Regions from separate parts of the Danio rerio genome. Here all the other regions are linked to region 3. The links are chromatin contacts, called in public HiCAR-type and Micro-C maps. All regions are on one chromosome and are shown on one strand. Each heading gives the region's core, a stretch centred on a gene start, on an enhancer-like site or on the middle of the called end of the contact. The rest is flanking DNA. Distances are from core to core; before and after follow the strand shown. Region 1 overlaps cicb (capicua transcriptional repressor b). Region 2 holds the start of cicb (capicua transcriptional repressor b). Region 3 overlaps pou2f2b (POU class 2 homeobox 2b).

Region 1 (2,711 bases), core at 54-2,553, 180 kb before region 3:
TTTCTTTTGGTATTGTTCTAAATGTTGTTCTTTAAACGATAATAAAAAATAAAAAAACTACTAAGAGTTACTTCACAACATTTATGTTAGCAATTATACATTATCTAAATTATGCAGACTGATGGAAATTGCTTATTCTGTTTAGAGTCTTTAGTTCATCTTTTTTAAAATGTTTTGGGAAGACTTATCGTTGTATTTCCAAATAAATAAAAAAAATCAGGTTTTAGATGTAATTTGACTCAAAACATTGACAAAAGATGTTAAATTTGATTTGGTCTTAAACAACTTTTCTGTGGAATTTATAATGATTCTTTTGATTTTATTTGGTAAATTTCATATTTATAAATGTAGATTGAAGAACTCTAAACCTTGTTTAAAGATTTCTATTATCGATTTTCATTTATATATAGACTCGCATTAGTATATTAGTAGCAAGAAATGTCAAGATACAGTTATAGCTGCAAAGGAGCTGAAGTTAATTGAATAGTAAACTTGCTGTCAATTGGGTAGGTTAAATCATCACATCATTGTAAAGTTTTCTAAGTTGAAGTTGTCTTTTTATTTATTTTTATAATGTAATTTATATTATATTTTATTTTATTTTCTGTTATTAGTTACATTTGTGCTTATTGAATGTTATGTTTAAATTGTATGTTTTCTATTGTTTAAATAATAATAAAAAAAAACTATTAACAGAGTTACGGGATCATAAATATCAATCTGTAAACATTTTTTTAGATTTTAGTTCAGGTAAAGAAACCTGTGTTATGGATGTGACCAAAAAAGTCTTGGAGTTTGCAGTAAACAACATACTTTTTAGAAAAAAAAAAGAAAGAAATAATGCTAATTAAAAGGATAAGAGTTGGTTCAATAAAACAAAAATGACTGATTTTATTTTATTTTACATTTATCAGGGGAAAAGATTTTTATAAATGTGATACCATATTGACTCGTGTAACTTTGGTAAATCAAATATACTTGTTTGAAAAGGCAGACACATACATTTTTGAGTATTTTTACAGTACTGTAAAATACACGCTTGCACAAAAAAACAAACAGTTTCGCTAGTTTGGCGAAAACAAGGTTGACATTTGCATGGAATTGCTCGTATCATGCTTGATTAGTGCATTTGCAGCACCTCTACACTTATGTTTCACCACTGCTCTAGTGTGTAGCTCAATAAAAATACACCAAAGATAAAAAAAAAAAAAATTGTTATGAAACTGCATTCAGGTAAATCTCCTGAGTGTATGTAATGCCACAAGCTCCTCACATGAGGGCAGCACTGCCCTATGAAAAAATGTGAAAGTGATCACAGCCCTGGCAGACTCCGAATTGAGTGAAGGAGAGATTACAGCCAGAGACGGAGCTTTTATGTGAAATGTATGTGCAAGAGTCTTACGAGAACCCATTTTTAGATCCTGTGATCTTCCCTGAGATATAACAGAAATCAAAAATACACTGAAACTTAAAGGATTTAATATGAATAACAACCAATACACTACACTATGTAACATGCTGTATATCTTTGCTGTAGTTATATTTAACTATATACATGTTTGTGTTATCATAGGGTAATCATCTTCAAAAGGGAATAGCTGGCATTCCCGGGAATGCTCTATGATTGGGGAAGGAACAGAGAATCTGCACTGCACCAGAGAGAGAGAGAGAGGGGGGGAAAGACAGAGAGCGACAAATAGGTGAGGAAAAAGATTAGAGAAGACTGACACAATTAAGTGGTTGAAAGGGAAAAAATATATAAATATATATAAATAAAAATAAATATAGCGATGATGAAAAGGGAGACACCATTCTGCCATATAAGAGATAAACATTGCAGAGTTGGACTATACGACAGATGGCGACTCAAAACTGCACATAAACAGAAGAGATCATGTCCCACGCACTACTGAGGCAGAGACCTATTGCAAACGCCATATCGAAATACACTATAGCCCAAAATAACAAAAACACAGTCCATGAAACGTGTAATTATAGTGATGAGTTGAAGAGAAATTCAGAAGCAAGAACAAACAGTTTTTCTTATCAGTTCAAAACTGCCAACATAAACATGATGATTGCAGTAATTCAAATGCATTGATATAAAGATACTTTCTGTATTATTATTTGTGTTCGTGACAGTTTGGCAGTGTTTCTTTTTGTCTTCTAAAACAGTGTAATCACTGCGTTCAGATGTATGCCGTGTGATATTCAGCACTGTCATGAGCACACTATTGAATCTTTGCACCGTACAATTCTTTTTCTACTGTAAAACTTCTTGCATGACCTCCAAATCAATCGGTTGCATTTATTTTTAGGATTTCTTTAGATAATGTACAATAACGGCAATGACATTCAGTCTAAAACAAACATTTTTAGTCTAAAACCACTGAAACACACACACACACACACACACACACACATACAGTGCTCAGCATATATGAGTACACCCCCCACAATTGTCTTACTGAAATGAATATTTTCCATAGGAAGCTATACAATATTATATTTGTGCAGATACATTAGGTTAGTCAGTACTGAAGCCGAATCTGGAGTTTATCAAACAAAATAACTTTCAATATTGGTTCAAAAATTAGTAGCCCAAATTTAAATGTTAAAGAAAATTATTAAATAACATTTTCAAAAATAGCAAAAATCAAGAGAAACAAAAATATATACAATTGTGTTGAAATGTTGAGAGTTTTTAATGA
Region 2 (2,700 bases), core at 149-2,648, 160 kb before region 3:
ACGCATGCCATGCTCCTGAGTTCAAGCACTTTGAAATCAGGAGATAAGCTTGAGTACCAAAGCTTGCGCCATATGGATGCTGAAGCAGTACATGTAGGGTGTGACGTAGAAGCGAAGCTGCCCAAAACAACATCCAGCACCACCACCATCACCAGTCAGCAAATCTCTCGCTTCTCCACCATGACTCAAAGGAGCAAAGGTCCTCGGTGGCACACACCTTCCATTGCTAAGCGTGCAAAGTGGCACACATAACCTGATGAAGAATGAATTGACGGATTGGTGTTAATGCAGCCATCATCATGAAGACACTCTTTAAAAAAAAAAAAAACATCAAGAGTGTGTGTGTGTACCATGAAAACCCCTCAATCAAGGAGGCCTGTGAGAACTGAATGATACTTTTAAAGCATTCATTAAAATATTAATTAAAGGTTTTTTTTAAATACTACCATAAATACATGTATGAGCCCCTGAAATGATGCACAACAATCAAAAGCGTACCGTCAGAAGAATGCGCACGGCAGCCGCCGGTGGTAGTACTATACTCGCTTCGCAATGTCACAGGAGTAGTACTATGCCAAGGACTCTCACACAAGCTAGATCAAACAAGAAACGTCTTGAAAAATAGTAAAAGAAAGCTTTAAAGCGTGCACAAATACAGTCGCGCTGACGTGCAAAAACACAACGCAAAGGTTGCCCGTGTCAATATGAGGACGTACATGCATGCAGCAAAAGTTGCGAGTGATCCACCTTTATGAGACGTCCGAGAACGACAGCGCGTGTGGTTAATCCGTTTAATAATGAAGTATTAATTTGTTTGTTTTTGCATTGGTGCCGTGACGTTATTACTCCGCTAGTACTGTAGTGCAATCCTTCCTCGAGCGTAATCCTGCCAGTGCGTAACGCAGTGCACGAGTGCCAGTCTGCTCTCGTCAAGTTGCTCAAACTCATGCCATTCAGGCAAAACAGTTCGGAATGGGGTAAGTTATTAAATTAGGCTAGTCGAAAAAGCTTGCTCTTTAAAACATTTGACAAAGTTTAACTCTGCATCCCCACCCCCCTCCCTTCTCTTTGCTCTAGGTCCTTCCTTGATGTTTTTGTGAGCTGTTTTGTCTTTTACACGCAACAGTCATGCCCAAAACACGGTTTGCCGGCAGTGTTCGTTTGAGTAGTTACTACTTACCAAACCAGCAGAAATACTTAAGAGGAAACCGATGAATTTACGGTGCAAATTGCAGATGCGTGTTCTCTTTTCGGACTGAAGTGGCGTGCAACGTCCATGTGTGTCTTCTGTCTGTCGGGAATTTTACTTTATATCAGTCCTCCGTAAAACATCCTTGCCCCCCTCCCAACAGCAACTCAGGCAGGGATTAAAAACTATATGAATCCCTTTTCCACTACACTCACAAAATGGTGAATGAACCACTAACAGCTGGCGCGGCTGGCCAATCAGAGCGCGCTGGCAGATACAGTAGCCTATGGATTTGACAGCAGAAACTCGGGGGCGTTTCTCGGTGGCTTCTTCCGTTTGATTGACAGGCACTTTGTGCCAATCGCAGAAAGGCTAGATAGCAAGCCGGCGCTCACTCCAAAAGTTACAGTATCCAATGAGAGCGCTGGGAACCATAGGAACAGGGTGTAGGCGGGCACTAGGGAAGTGTTCAAGAAGCGCTGGCCAATAACATGATACGAGTCTGCGCTCCTTAATAAACGTGCGTGTTTCCCCATAAACGACATCAAGATAAACATTTTTATTTTTAAACTTATTTGATTGAGATATTTTTTAACTTTAGAGATAAACAACTTTTATATTTGATTAAGAATTTTACTGTTTGCTATTGTCAAGTAATTCAGTTCACTTATGAGTAAAGCAAAAGCACTCGGCTAATCTCAGCGTCCCCCTCGTGCGGGTCTCTGACTAAACAATTCACTTTCACACTACTATGCTTGTAACTACTGTTGACGCTCTCGATTTTTTTCCACTCTGCCTCGCTTTTCTCTCAGCAACAGCCCCTCACCTCGTGCGCGACAGCCAATCACCGCGCGGCATTCCACTGTCTCTAACGTATGTGCCGCTGAGCCCCGCCCCGTCCATGCAACGCTTGCAGGAGTTTGTAGGTGACGTCATCGCATCCCCGCGTGATTGGCCAGAAGCGTCGCGACGACGAGCCAATGATCAAACTCAGCGATGAAGTCATCACGCATGTTGCCACCAGCTGGATGGAATGGGCGTGGCCTGACGTACTCGCCTAACCCCGTGCTTGATGAGTAGTAGGACAAACACACAAGTGACTGACTGAGAGCTGTATAAACCACGCTGGAAAAATAGGTAGTGTACTTTTAACATGTTGTTGAAATGCAAATAGTGCTTTCCAAGCGAGTTGGTTTGTGTTGGTCATATACAAGGCTTTCAGAAGCACTGACGCATTGAAGCGTGCATCTACATTCACAGGATGAATGTCCGTTGTGAATTTCCTTCGAGAAGCAAAGAAGTCGTTACATAATCAGTGTTGTAGACAGATTCAAGCTCTCTCACAAGCGCAGTCCTCCTTTCACGTTTAAGCATCGTCCAGCGACCTCTGTCGGTGTTCTGCTGCAATGCAGAGAAGCATTCGTGCACGCTGAGGTGGGAAAATTCAAGGTACCTTTTACTGCGCTTTTTTTCTACTGATAAAATTATTATTAAGAACTAAAGGCGAGACA
Region 3 (2,700 bases), core at 158-2,657:
AAATATTCTCGTAATTTATAATCTGATTGTGACTGAAGACACATTTTGAGGATGTTTTAATCCTCACCTATTGACCTTATTCTAAAATGCGGAAGTGCGCCTGTTTTCGCGATTGTCTTAGAACTTCCGATTCAGTCGCCTATGGGAGAAATGACTAGGAATAATAAACGGCAGAAAATGGCCAAACTACTTGCTCAACAAACAAATGTTTGCATGACTACACAGACCAAGTAGCATAATATAATAAGAAAATATTCAATTGCAACATCAAGCAGCGTAACGAGCAGTTGTTAACGTCAAAAAATGAATGGAAGTGAATGTGACCGGAAGTCGCGAGACAAAAAGATTCAAATGGCTGCACCCGCTCGACAGCTGAGAATAAGGTGAATAGAGGATGAGGGAGCTCAGACGTAACCTACTTTGTATTCCAAAGACAAATGAATAAATGAATGGGGTTTGAAGTGACTTGTTGGTGAGTAATAAATAGCATCGCTTTCTTTTTTGAGTGAACTAGCAGACACTAAATCCTAAGAGGCCTAATCAAGAGTTAGCAGTAGCCTAACATTTATGTTCTGAAATGTCAAGAAAAAAATTGTGATTAACCAGGCTAAGTTACTAAAAGTTAAACTGTGGTTTGTGTTAACTTAAAGCTGTTTTTTTCCCTCCAACAACAGATGTAAAATCATGAAAATCTTCGAAAGGTGCGATTTTTAATCATCTAAATTGGAGAGGAGTAGAACATGAGTAAAGGACAAGCTGTCTGGCAAAGACCAGATGTCCTATGAGTCAGATGAGCAAATGAGAGCTGTGAAAAGTGGAAAAAGAGGTAGAAAAGAGAGAAACTGATATATTGTGAGAGCGCTAAGGAAGGAAGGAAGGAAGGGGAAGAGAAGGTGACTAAGTTGAGACACCATGTGGAGGCAGAAGCTCTACTGATGATTCACCGCGGGAAGGAGAACAGCGGCTGCCGCCCTCCAGCGGCCATCTTACACATCAGCACATAAACACGAACATAAACACTGCTCTTTTTCTCTACCGTTTTTATTCAGATGAGTGAAACACTTTCAGTTACAAAAATGACTTTAAATGAACAACACTGTACAATGAACAAGCGAGTTATTTGTCAACTATTTTTTGGTTTCAGAGATAATTACACCGAAAGGCTAACCTGTCATCATAGGGAGGAAAAGAGAGACACAGAGAACAGAAAAGAAGGACTGCTCAACTCAAGGGAGAAGAAATAGGGACGATGGAAAGGGTAAAAACATGACAAGGTACATCAACAAGCAAAACAGACGCACGCACATATTCACACCGCCAAAATAACCGCATTTCTGACAAGAGTGTAAAATACGTCCACGCGCGTGAACATAAGCAGTGACGCACCCGCGCGCGCTCTTTTACGCACAGACAGAGTGAGCAGTGAAATTAAATCTGGGAAAACATTTAGGGGACAGATTAAAAATCCAGAGAGAGAGAGAGAGAGTCAAAGCATAAAAATCATCACAGACATACCAAGTCTTTTCTGTATGATCATCATCATCATGAAGATTCCCCCCAAATAATCAACAATTAAAAATATACATTTTCTTTATTATCTGCTTTGGATAGTTGAGGTTATACCTTCAGAAACTGGGTTGCTAGGTGACCAGAGACGAAATAAAACAGCTGAGGAGGTGTTGTTCGTGGAGCTCTTTGGTTTAACTAGACGTGTTTAAGTTCTTTGCTATTCTTAAAAATCTTTTAAACACCTTTGGCCTGAAGCTGGTATATTTTTCATCTTCTTCTTTTTTACGAGTAATGCACATACAACGCTAGCATAAAACAACCAGAAAGAAAAATGAGGATGAAAATAGCCTACTCATATTTGCAGTTCTATCAGTCAGGCCCTTTTCAGATGCTAAGACTGATGTTTTCTGGTACTTTTAAACCCTTCTCCGATTGTTAATAATTAATTTATAAAGTGAACGCCAATGCGAATCAAACTGAAGGATTGTGAGCAGGGTTTTAGGGAGTGTGTGTGTTGTGTTCGCCCTCAGACTGGCGTGTTGCTTTGGTATCATTTCTCTGGAGATTCACGCCACTGAGAGACTTGCACTTTGAACACGCTCCCTTACGCTGCTGTTAACTTGCATATCAACATCGTTAAGTTAAAGTATCAGAAACTGCGCCCGACTCTGACGGTAAGAACGAAAGCTAGAGGAAAGGTAACGGAGGATTGAAAAGTTTCCGTTATACATCTTCAACATCGCTGCGTTTTTAGACATAAAATTTGTCACCTAGCAACAACAGTCACCGCTCTTACTCACCTATCTCACTTACATACATACACATACAGGTACACTGTGTGTGTGAGATAGAGTCTGTGTTTAGTGACTGTGTAAAAAGCATTCCCAAGAGCCAAGGCAGTGAACTTGTATGGATGAAACTTTTAGGGCTTTTCACACTTTCAGTAGTTAACCCTGGGTCATTCTAAGCTCTTGGTAAACAAAACATTGACATTGCCTATAAATGACCCTCCTTAAGAATTAATCCTGGGTATTCAAAAGCTGCCATTTCATAGCCTACTGCAAATTCCAAAATGCTAACTTGCATATTCTGTGTCAGTATCTTTGATTGGAGTAATACCTCATATTGACTTTATTCTTCAATGCGGGAGTGTGCTAGTTTTTGCGATTGTTTGCATGTGGGAGAAATGAT

What was found. A called contact is a pair of places that touch in the nucleus more often than the background predicts. HiCAR-type assays count read pairs that join an accessible place to other places.
Region 1: a contact with region 3 is called in a Micro-C map of caudal fin, with 11 times the contacts expected there. The contact joins two enhancer-like sites. A contact is called at or near these places in 2 of 18 Hi-C or Micro-C datasets (caudal fin and an unstated tissue) and 2 of 4 datasets of contacts at active chromatin or transcription factors (caudal fin and embryo).
Region 2: a contact with region 3 is called in a HiCAR-type map of caudal fin, with 13 times the contacts expected there. The contact joins the promoter of cicb here to the enhancer-like site in region 3. A contact is called at or near these places in 7 of 18 Hi-C or Micro-C datasets (caudal fin, embryo, hematopoietic stem cells and 1 more) and 2 of 4 datasets of contacts at active chromatin or transcription factors (caudal fin and embryo).

Annotation. Positions count from the first base shown.
Region 1 is chr16:11,439,908-11,442,618 of GRCz12tu, reverse strand. The region is part of intron 2 of cicb (capicua transcriptional repressor b); the gene reads right to left. Among named protein-coding and RNA genes, the nearest start is that of cicb, 25 kb to the right of the region's middle. Within about 2 kb of position 1,303, at least 8 of the 62 cell types and tissues checked have an H3K27ac peak or open chromatin away from gene starts, as enhancers often do. A contact at or near this core is called in caudal fin, where this site is marked.
Region 2 is chr16:11,415,137-11,417,836 of GRCz12tu, reverse strand. cicb (capicua transcriptional repressor b) reads right to left here and starts at 1,398. Exons shown (of 21, transcript XM_005173512.6): 1 at 1,181-1,398.
Region 3 is chr16:11,257,683-11,260,382 of GRCz12tu, reverse strand. pou2f2b (POU class 2 homeobox 2b) reads right to left here. Exons shown (of 18, transcript NM_001423213.1): 18 at 1,033-2,700. Among named protein-coding and RNA genes, the nearest start is that of erfl3, 36 kb to the left of the region's middle. Within about 2 kb of position 1,407, at least 51 of the 62 cell types and tissues checked have an H3K27ac peak or open chromatin away from gene starts, as enhancers often do. A contact at or near this core is called in caudal fin, where this site is marked.